2 separate regions of the Sus scrofa genome follow, and region 2 is linked to region 1. A link is a contact called in public HiChIP or PLAC-seq data. All regions are on one chromosome and are shown on one strand. The core of a region is the stretch at or near the end of the contact, and the rest is flanking DNA. Distances in the headings are between cores, read along the strand shown. Region 1 overlaps CYFIP2 (cytoplasmic FMR1-interacting protein 2). Region 2 holds the start of MED7 (mediator complex subunit 7).

What was found. HiChIP or PLAC-seq counts read pairs in DNA pulled down with a chosen protein or histone mark.
Region 2: an H3K27ac HiChIP or PLAC-seq map of alveolar macrophages shows a contact between it and region 1. The contact joins the promoter of MED7 here to the enhancer-like site in region 1. A contact is called at or near these places in 5 of 47 Hi-C or Micro-C datasets (alveolar macrophages, blood, skeletal muscle and 1 more) and 2 of 2 datasets of contacts at active chromatin or transcription factors (alveolar macrophages and skeletal muscle).

Annotation. Positions count from the first base shown.
Region 1 is chr16:65,973,167-65,977,592 of Sscrofa11.1, reverse strand. The region is part of intron 3 of CYFIP2 (cytoplasmic FMR1-interacting protein 2); the gene reads left to right. Among named protein-coding and RNA genes, the nearest start is that of CYFIP2, 26 kb to the left of the region's middle. Within about 2 kb of position 2,247, at least 7 of the 83 cell types and tissues checked have an H3K27ac peak or open chromatin away from gene starts, as enhancers often do. A contact at or near this core is called in alveolar macrophages, where this site is marked.
Region 2 is chr16:66,112,379-66,116,804 of Sscrofa11.1, reverse strand. It overlaps MED7 (mediator complex subunit 7), which reads right to left and starts at 1,963. Exons shown (of 2, transcript NM_001044615.1): 1 at 1,930-1,963. All of the region lies in intron 3 of FAM71B (protein FAM71B), which reads right to left.

The DNA.
Region 1 (4,426 bases), core at 998-3,497:
GTTTCTGAAAGGAGGTTTGGAATAACCCCTTATTGACTAAAGGAAGCTGGTGACCTAAATGGTTCACGAGTGGGGGCCAGTTGTCTGATGGGGTTGTGTCTGACTTACCTGGGAGGATCCCCTCCCCTCCCGGACTTTTGTTGATGCCATCCTCAAGCAGCACTGAAATGTGAAGAATTTCAGATTTCTCATTCACACGTTCTCTGACCTTTCTCACTGTATCAGTGATAGTCTAAAGCCTGCCCATTCATTCAATAAATACCATGTACCTGGTACCTGCAGAGACCCTGCTCAATGCCAGAGAAGGCATATGTGCAAGGACAGATGGGGCTGGGTGGGATTCGCAGTGAATCAAGTGGGAAAGAGAGAAGCTGGCCATTTATTGAGCACTTTCTGTGCAGATATTTTTTTTTTTTTGTCTTTTTGCTATTTCTTTGGGCCGCTCCCGCGGCATATGGAGGTTCCCAGGCTAGGGGTTGAATTGGAGCTGTAGCCACCGGCCTACGCCAGAGCCACAGCAACGCAGGATCCAAGCCACGTCTGCAACCTACACCACAGCTCACGGCAACGCTGGATCGTTAGCCCACTAAGCATGGGCAGGGACCGAACCCGCAACCTCATGGTTCCTAGTCGGATTCGTTAACCACTGCGCCACGACGGGAACTCCTGTGCAGATATTTTAAATGTACTGTCTTTTTAATCCTCACCTCAACCCTGTGAAGTAGGTTCTATTTCAGTATCCATTTTATGAAGGGGGAAAACTAAAGTCCAAAAAAGTTAAGTGATTTACTCAAAGTCCTACCACTGACAAATGACAGCTAAATCCAAGTCTGTTTGAACACAAAACCTGTGCTCTAGGCGATGCTGCAGACAAATAAAAATGTACAAAGTTAAAGGAACGAGACATGGTGATAGTTCAGAGTTTTTAAGGGGCAGTGAGAGGGTCGGAGAAAGCTTAATGAAGGAAGTGGTTTTTGACTAGGGCCTTCTATATACACACATTATAACTATATATATATATACTATAACTATATATATATATATATATATATATATATATATACACACACACACACATAGTACTTTAAACTCTAAGGTATTCTCATACATGATATCATTGGAACCTTGTAACAGCCCTGAGACTTGCAAAGAGATCATTATACCCATTTTAGGGATGAGAAAACTGAGACCTAGAGGACTTAATAAGCCAATAGCTCATGATCCCACAATTAGTAAATCACAGGGTTGAACCTTGAATCCAGGACTTACGATTCCCAGCCATGATCTCTTTCCACTGACCTCTGCTGTCCCACACAATGAGAATTTTATCTGTCAGAGGTGAGACGGGGAGGGCCTAGCTAGGGGATGCAGGATGAGCAAAGGCACAGAGGCAGAAGTTTTCAGAGACTGCCTGGGTTTGGACTGTAAAGTCCATAGAGGGAAATATTCTGTATTATTTATGACAAATTAGATAAGGTCAGTGCATCTAGGGTGTATTAGTTCAGTAGAGCCGCCGTAATAAAATACCACAAATGGCGTGGCTTAAATAACAAACGTATTATCTCGCAGTTCTGGAGACAAGAAGTCCAATATCAAGATGTCAGCAGGGTTGCCGTCTCCTGAGGCCTCTGCATGATTTACAGGTGGCCGCCTTCTGGCCGTGTCCTCACACGGTCTTTTCTCTGTGTGAGCACATGTATGTTGTCTGTGTGTCCAAATTCAGTCAGATTGGATTGCAGTCCACCGAAGGGGCCTCATTTTAAGTGAATCACCTCTTTAAAGGCCCTGTCTCCCAACAGAGTCACATTCTGAGGTACCAGGGTTAGGATTTCAACATATGAATTTGGAGGGACACAAGTCAGCCCATCACAGAGAGCTTCCATGCATTTAATCAGAAATTGGCAGCGATGGAAATTTTTCATTGATGGGAGAAATACCAACAGAGTTACGCTTGGGGCATACGCTTCATTTGTTTTGTGCAGAATGAACAGTGAGGAGGTGTGAGCGAGGCGAGTACATCCACTGAGATAAACTTATCTACACTGGAGGCATCGAGGGCTGAATGAGGGCCAAGCTGGGAGGGGTGGCTAAGGGGACAGGCATAGGAGAGACAGTGAAGGTCAACCTGCCGTAGTCTGCTGGCTTCACAGTCTGCTGGGCCCTGGAGCTCTGGGGGGCAGAACAGTGCTGACAGAGGTTTCCTGGAAATGCCAGGTGGGGGCGCCCATGGGGAAGTCAGAGGAAGCGCCCGTGTGGAGGGGAAGGGTATTCATTTCCTACTGCTGCTGTAACAGATGGGCCCAGAGCAGTGTCCTACAACTATACAAGTTTATTTGCTTTAATTCAATTTTATTGGGGTATAGTTGACTTACAATGTATGAGTTTCAGATGTACAGCAGAGTGAATCAGTCAGACATACAAATATAGCCATTCTTTTTTCCCTGTATAGGTTATTACCAACTATTGAGCAGACTTTCCTGTGCTCTGCAGTAGGTTCTCGTTAATCATCTATTTTGTACAGCAGGGTGTAGATGTTACTCCCACGCTCCCAGTTCTTCCTTCCCCACAACGGTTTCCCCTGAGGTAACCGTAAGATTGGTTTTGAAATCTGTGAGTTTGTTTCTGTTTTTTAAATAAGTTCTTTTGTGTCATTTTTATTAGTGTCCACATAGAAGTGGTACTGTATGATGTTTGTCTCTCTTTGTCGGACTTACTTCACTCAGTGGAGATACAGTTCTTTAGGTCAGAAGTCTGACATGGGTTTTACAGAGTTAAGGCTGGCATTTGTTTTTTGGAGGCTCTGCAGGAGCATCTGTTACCTTGTTCTGGCTTCTAGAGGCTGCCCACATACCTTGGCTCAGCCCCCTCCCAGCCAGCAATCCCACCACTCCATGCTCTGCTTCCATCCTCACGGCTCCTGCTCTGGCTCTCCCGCCTCCCTCTTTCACTTGCCAGGACCCTTGCCATTCCATTGGGTCCGGCAGGTAATCGCGGAAAACCTCCCCCTCTCCAGGTTCCTAACTTAATTCCACCTGTCAAGTCCCTTTTGCTGTGTAAGGTGGTGTTTTCACAGGTTCTGGAGATTAGGATGTGGACGTCTTTGTGGGACCATTATTCTACCAACAGAGAGATAGTGTTGATATGGCTTTAGAGGGGGTCAAAATAGGGTGAACTGTTGGTATTCATGGATGATGCCAAAACATCATTTCCTCCACAACTTCCACCCTGCACCTTTCTCTAAGGTAGCTTAGCAACAGCAAGTAAGTGGCTTCATTAGATGCTCCTCTTCTTGAACTTCTCCTGCCCACCCTGGGACGAGGTCAGTCTCTCAAAGGGCAGGATAGCCAGAGAGAGGAGGAGGAGGAGAAAGTGTGCAAACCATGCCAATGATCCCCTCTGAGGAACAGCAAGAGTTCTTTCCTGGGGGGTGAGATGGGGCTGAGTGTCCTGAGTAAGCAGTGAGAGGTCAGTTTGTCACTATATGAAATAGGAACCGAACTCACATTGGGTTTATGTCATGGACTTAGAAAATCTTCAGATGTAAAGGACTGAGAGGTCCTTAGCCCTGCAGCTGGCAACCTGGACTGGAATTACCTGGAAAGTATTAAAAATCATTGATGCCTGTCCCCCCCCCCCCCCCCGAGACAATGATTTTATTCCAGTGGAGCATGGCCTGGGCATCAGGCATTCTCAAAGTTCCCCAGATGACTCATGGGCAGCCAAGGCTGAAAGCCAGTGATTTAGGCCAACTCTTGGCCTCCAAACAAGAAAATCGTGATATTTTTCAGATAAAAGGTAGGTCCACAAAGAACCAGGACCAGAACTCAAGTCTGCTGAGCCCAGGGCTCATCTCACCACACCACCCTGACCTCTGTATTCCAGGCATAATTATGTAACAAATCTGACTGATGGTCAGCTGAACTGTCCACAGGGCAGAGTCCCCGTCATCCTTGTTCAGTGGCCTGTGCCCCAGCACAGAGCACAGAGCCTGGGACCCATGAGTGCTCAGGGGAGGGTTCACTGGATGAATTGGTCAGAATAATCACACCTGCCGGTGGGTGGCCGGATGCTGAGAAGTAGGCAAGTGTTCTCTCCATTAGCTACTGTCACCCTTTTCTGACACTTGTTCTGCAGCAACAGCAGCAGGACACCTACAGGTTCTCTCTAGCCTCCAGGAGAACATGTTCCTGATTTTAAAGGTTCTCTAAATTAAGAATTGAAAGTGTGACTCATCAGTGACATTGGCTGTTGAAAACAAAGATAAAAAAGTAATAAACTCCTAATTAAAACTCATCTTGTGCTAGGAACATATTTTGAAATAGATATGAGAGGTGGACTAAAAAGTAAACCAGTTAAGGTTCATTTTTGTTTTTTTTTTTAATTTTTTAAAATTTTTGGTCTTTTTGCCTTTTCTAGGGCCACTCCC
Region 2 (4,426 bases), core at 714-3,213, 140 kb before region 1:
GGTTATGAGAAATCTAAGAAAAGAAAAGTGCTCTTTCCAATTTGGAGATGAGACCACTGTGGCTCAGAAAGGTTGACCCACTTCTATAAAGTCACAGAGTAAAGGAAGGATCCAGAGTCTGAGAATGTCAAACACTACACCATTCTCTCTCTTAAGAAACACTGCCTCCATCCTAGCGTTGCTTAAAAATCTATCAAGGAAAATGGACAACAGATAACTACACGGCTTAAGGGTGCTACAAAAGACCAACAGATCTGACTACCAAAAACAAATCTAAAAACCATATAGAAAAGTATATCATAAACGAAATTAAAAAACAATCCCATTTTTCTGGGAGAAGAATGCTTGCAAGCTAACAAAGGACAAATACTAGGAATTTAATTTTGATTTTTTTACTGACTCCATCCCCACAAGAAGAAAAGCACTACGACTTCAGGAACTGTCTGTCTTATTCAAAAATGTACCTCCAGTATTTCAAGCAATGCCTAGAAGGTGCTAAATCCTCAATAAAGATTCAATGAGTTGTGGTTGTTTTTAACCTATATTTTTAAAAATTAATAGAAAAACAGGCAAAAGATGACAAAGAAAATGGAAATGTGAATAAAAGCTTGAAAACATTCAGACTAATGCACCGTTAAAAGCAAATTTTAAAAAGGATCCTTCCCATCTAACAGACTATTAAGATTTCAACTATTCCATCATTCAACAAACATCAGAACACCTTCCATGCAGTGGGCCCTGGATCCCGGACCTGGGGCTCCCAGAACACTCCCCTTCCTCTCGGTGCCCTCAGAGTGGCCGTCTCAATTTTAGAAGCAGGTTTCCCAATTTCAGAAGCAGGCTAGGGGTCAATTCCGAGCTACCGCTGGCGGCCAATGCCACGGCTCACCACAAGGCCAAATCCTTAACCCACTGAGTGGGCCAGGAGTCGAACCCGCAACCTCATGGTTCCAGGTCGGATTCCTCTCCGCTGCGCCACGACGGGAACTCCAGTATCACTGTTTTATACCCTCCCTTACTTAAGCTTCGTAATATTTCTGTGAGTTTAATACCACTATCGATTTCATTTTAGAGCTGATAATTACAAGTCTGTCTCATTGAGAGGGAGTGTCTGCAACCAGATCAAAAAGCTAATAAATGGCAGAGCAGGAATTCTTATCTAGGTCCTTTTTGTTGCACCATCAAGCTCTCTCAAATCAGTGAAGTACCAAGAGCCTAACAATACAAAAAAAACTTGATATACTACAGAAATTATGTTTCTCTCTCCATCACTTCTCTCAGCTGAACTTGTCAAAAGCGATGGAAGTCTCTGGTAAAACCAGCGCCAGGCATCACAGGTGGTGATCAGATTGAAGATCCACCTTTCAGTGTCTGTTTCGTTTTGGAGGACTTAACTAAAACAGAAAGGTATTCCAGGGTGCCAGTCCCAGAGGTTTTGCTCACTTCTCTACTGTGAAGGGGGACGCTTAAAAGCTGCCTTCAAAACCTCTCTGGATGATCTGATGATGAGGCTATAGTTCTACCTCCTTCCCAGCCTCCCACTATTTCATGTGATTAGAGGACTGATCCCCGAGGGAGGGTTGGTTATCTCATAAAGCCGGAGGGGCCAAGAGACTTGCAGAGGCTACACAAACCAGCGGCACACGACTGGAACTCAGCTCCCCGGACCTCCGGCGCAGCTCGAGATCCCGACTCGGAAGCAGCCCGCAGCCCACTGCGCGGAGAGCACCTTCCTCCAGGCGCTCTACCCGGCGGCTCCGCGGGGGTCGGGGAGGCCGCGCTCCCCGAAGGGCGCGGGAGAGGAAGGTGGGCGAGCACACTATGCGCCAAGCCTCCCACCACTCCCAGCCCGCCGGGAGGAAGCGGCGGGGTCCGGAAGGAGAAATGCAGCGGACGGAACCGAGCCCCAAGTCGTCGCCGCCCACTCACCTCGGTACTGGGTTTACACTGGTAACCGCCTTCGCCACCACAGCCGAAGTCCAACTTCCGGCCTCCTCTTCCCGGAAGAAGCTACTGGTGCTGTCTCTTGACTGGCGGAAAGAGCTGTCCTTTAACCCAGGCTCTAGTCCCGCCTCAGACCGATGGCTCGCTATTGCGCCTGCGCATAACCTCCTCTCTCCCCGCTCTTTCCGCGATTTGGCGGCAGCCGCAGGGTTTGGGGTGTTGGAGTCTTTTCTTGTGCTTTTTCTATCAGTAGCAGTGGCACGTGGTAGCGTCGTTTCTTTTTTTGCTGTTTTTTTTTAACGCTTAAAATTAAAGCATCCATATGCCTTACATAAACTTTAAAAAATAGAGACAAGCAGCTATTTTTAAACGTTACATTTAAAAAAATGTTACCCCACTGTCAAAAACAACATTTAAATAAATACATAAATAAATAATTTTAAAAATAACCTTAAGAAATGAGATTGGACTCCACATGCTGGAAATAATTTGGAACATGGAAATCTTAATCTCGAAATATGTGTGAAAATGGTTGGGAAGCAACATATTCTTAATTTATATTTCTTCACCGTCCATTCAGTTTTATTCACGTATTCAGATTCTGTTACATTTCCAGGCAACAAATTAACAAGCATAAAACAAAACGATATGTAAGAGTTTCTTCTGGAGGCGACTTTCAAGAAGTGCTACACATTTCTAAATTTGTGGGAATCTTACAAAAAAGCATGCTACCAAGACACGGCTCGGATCCCGCCTTGCTGTGGCCCTGGCTTACGCTGGCAGCTACAGCTCCAATTGGACTCCTAGCCTGGAAACCTCCATATGCAGTGGGTGCAGCCCTAAAAAGACAGAAAGACAAAAAAAAAAAAAAAAAAAAAAAAAAGATTTTTTTATTCCAGTTTTTAAAACTTACTATGAAGCGTTCCAAACATATATAGAAGTAGAGAATAGTCTCTACTTTCAATTTCAATAATTATCTACCTATAGACATTATTTCAGTTCAGTATGCATTTCTGAAAGATAAAGACTTGTTTGGGGGTTTTATTGTTGTTTTCATTGAACCACAGAACCACTGTCTCATTTAAAAATAAGTTAATAACTTGATTTAGTTTCATCAATGAAATCAGTATGAAAATACCAAATGTCTGAAGATGCAATGAAGTCTTTTGTGACTAGCTGATGTATCTTTTTATTATCTTTTTTTTTTTTTTTTTTTTTTTGGCTTTTTAGGGCCACACTCCAGGGCATATGGAGGTTCCCAGGCTAGGGGTCTAATTGGAACTGTAGCTGCTGACCTAGACCACAGCCACAGCAATGCAAGATCCAAGCCACGTCTGTGAACTACACCAGAGCTCAGGGCAAAGCTGGATCCTTAACCCACTGGGCAAGATCAGGGATCAAACTTTCATCCTCACAGATGCTAGTCAGGTTCATTAACTGCTGAGCCACAATGGGAACTCCTCTTTCTATTATCTTTTAATCTATAGTTTCCTTCCTCCATTTCAGTCCCCCCCCCCACACACATCAATTTATTTGTTGAAGAAATATGTTCACTTTTTTTTTGTTTTCGTTTTTTGGCTTTTTGACTTTTTAGGGCCACACTTGTGGCACATGGAGGTTCACAGGCTAGGGGCTGAATGAGAGCTACAGCTGCTGGCCTATGCCACAGCCACAACAACTTGGGATCCGAGCTGCGTCTGCAACCTACACCACAGCTCACGGCAACGCTGGATCCTTAACCCACTGAGCAAGGGCAGGGACCGAACCCGCAACCTCATGGTTCCTAGTCGGATTCGTTAACCGCTGAGCCACAGCAGGAACTCTGAAACATGTTCACTTTTGATCGTACTCCATTCAGGCTTTTCTCCCTTCCCTGAGACCAACGTGACCTACATGGTGTCCTCTAAGGGTTTTGTTTTTGTTTTTGTTTTTGTTTGTTTGTTTGTTTTTTGTGTGGAAGTTCCTGGACCAGAATCAAAACTGCAGCACAGCAGCAACCTGAGAGGCTGGAGTGAGAACACCAGATCCTTAACCCTTTGTACCACAAGGGATCTCCCTCCAATGGGCATTCTTAGTCCTCATTTTATTCTACTCTCAGCAGCCTTTGGCACATTCAATCATTCGAATTGCCCCAGGACTCAGTTCTCAGTTCTTAGCGGGATATTCTCTAGGTGATGCTACGCAGGTGATATCCAGGAAGAGGCAACATCCTCTCTTTTGCACTCAGACCCTTTTATTCAAAAGTATTACACATCTTCACTCAGTTGCAACTTGACTCAATTGCAAAGGCTCAAATCCAAATATTCATCTTTTACTCCTCTTTCTCCCATACTCCCCACTACCACACCAGCCTTTTGTATTAGTTCTATGTGGAAATAAGTACAAGTCCCAAATAGAATTCATTTTCACCAACCCCACTGCCTGGGTCCTCATTCATGCCACCACCATTTCCCCTGGACTTCTGAAATAGCCTCCTACATAG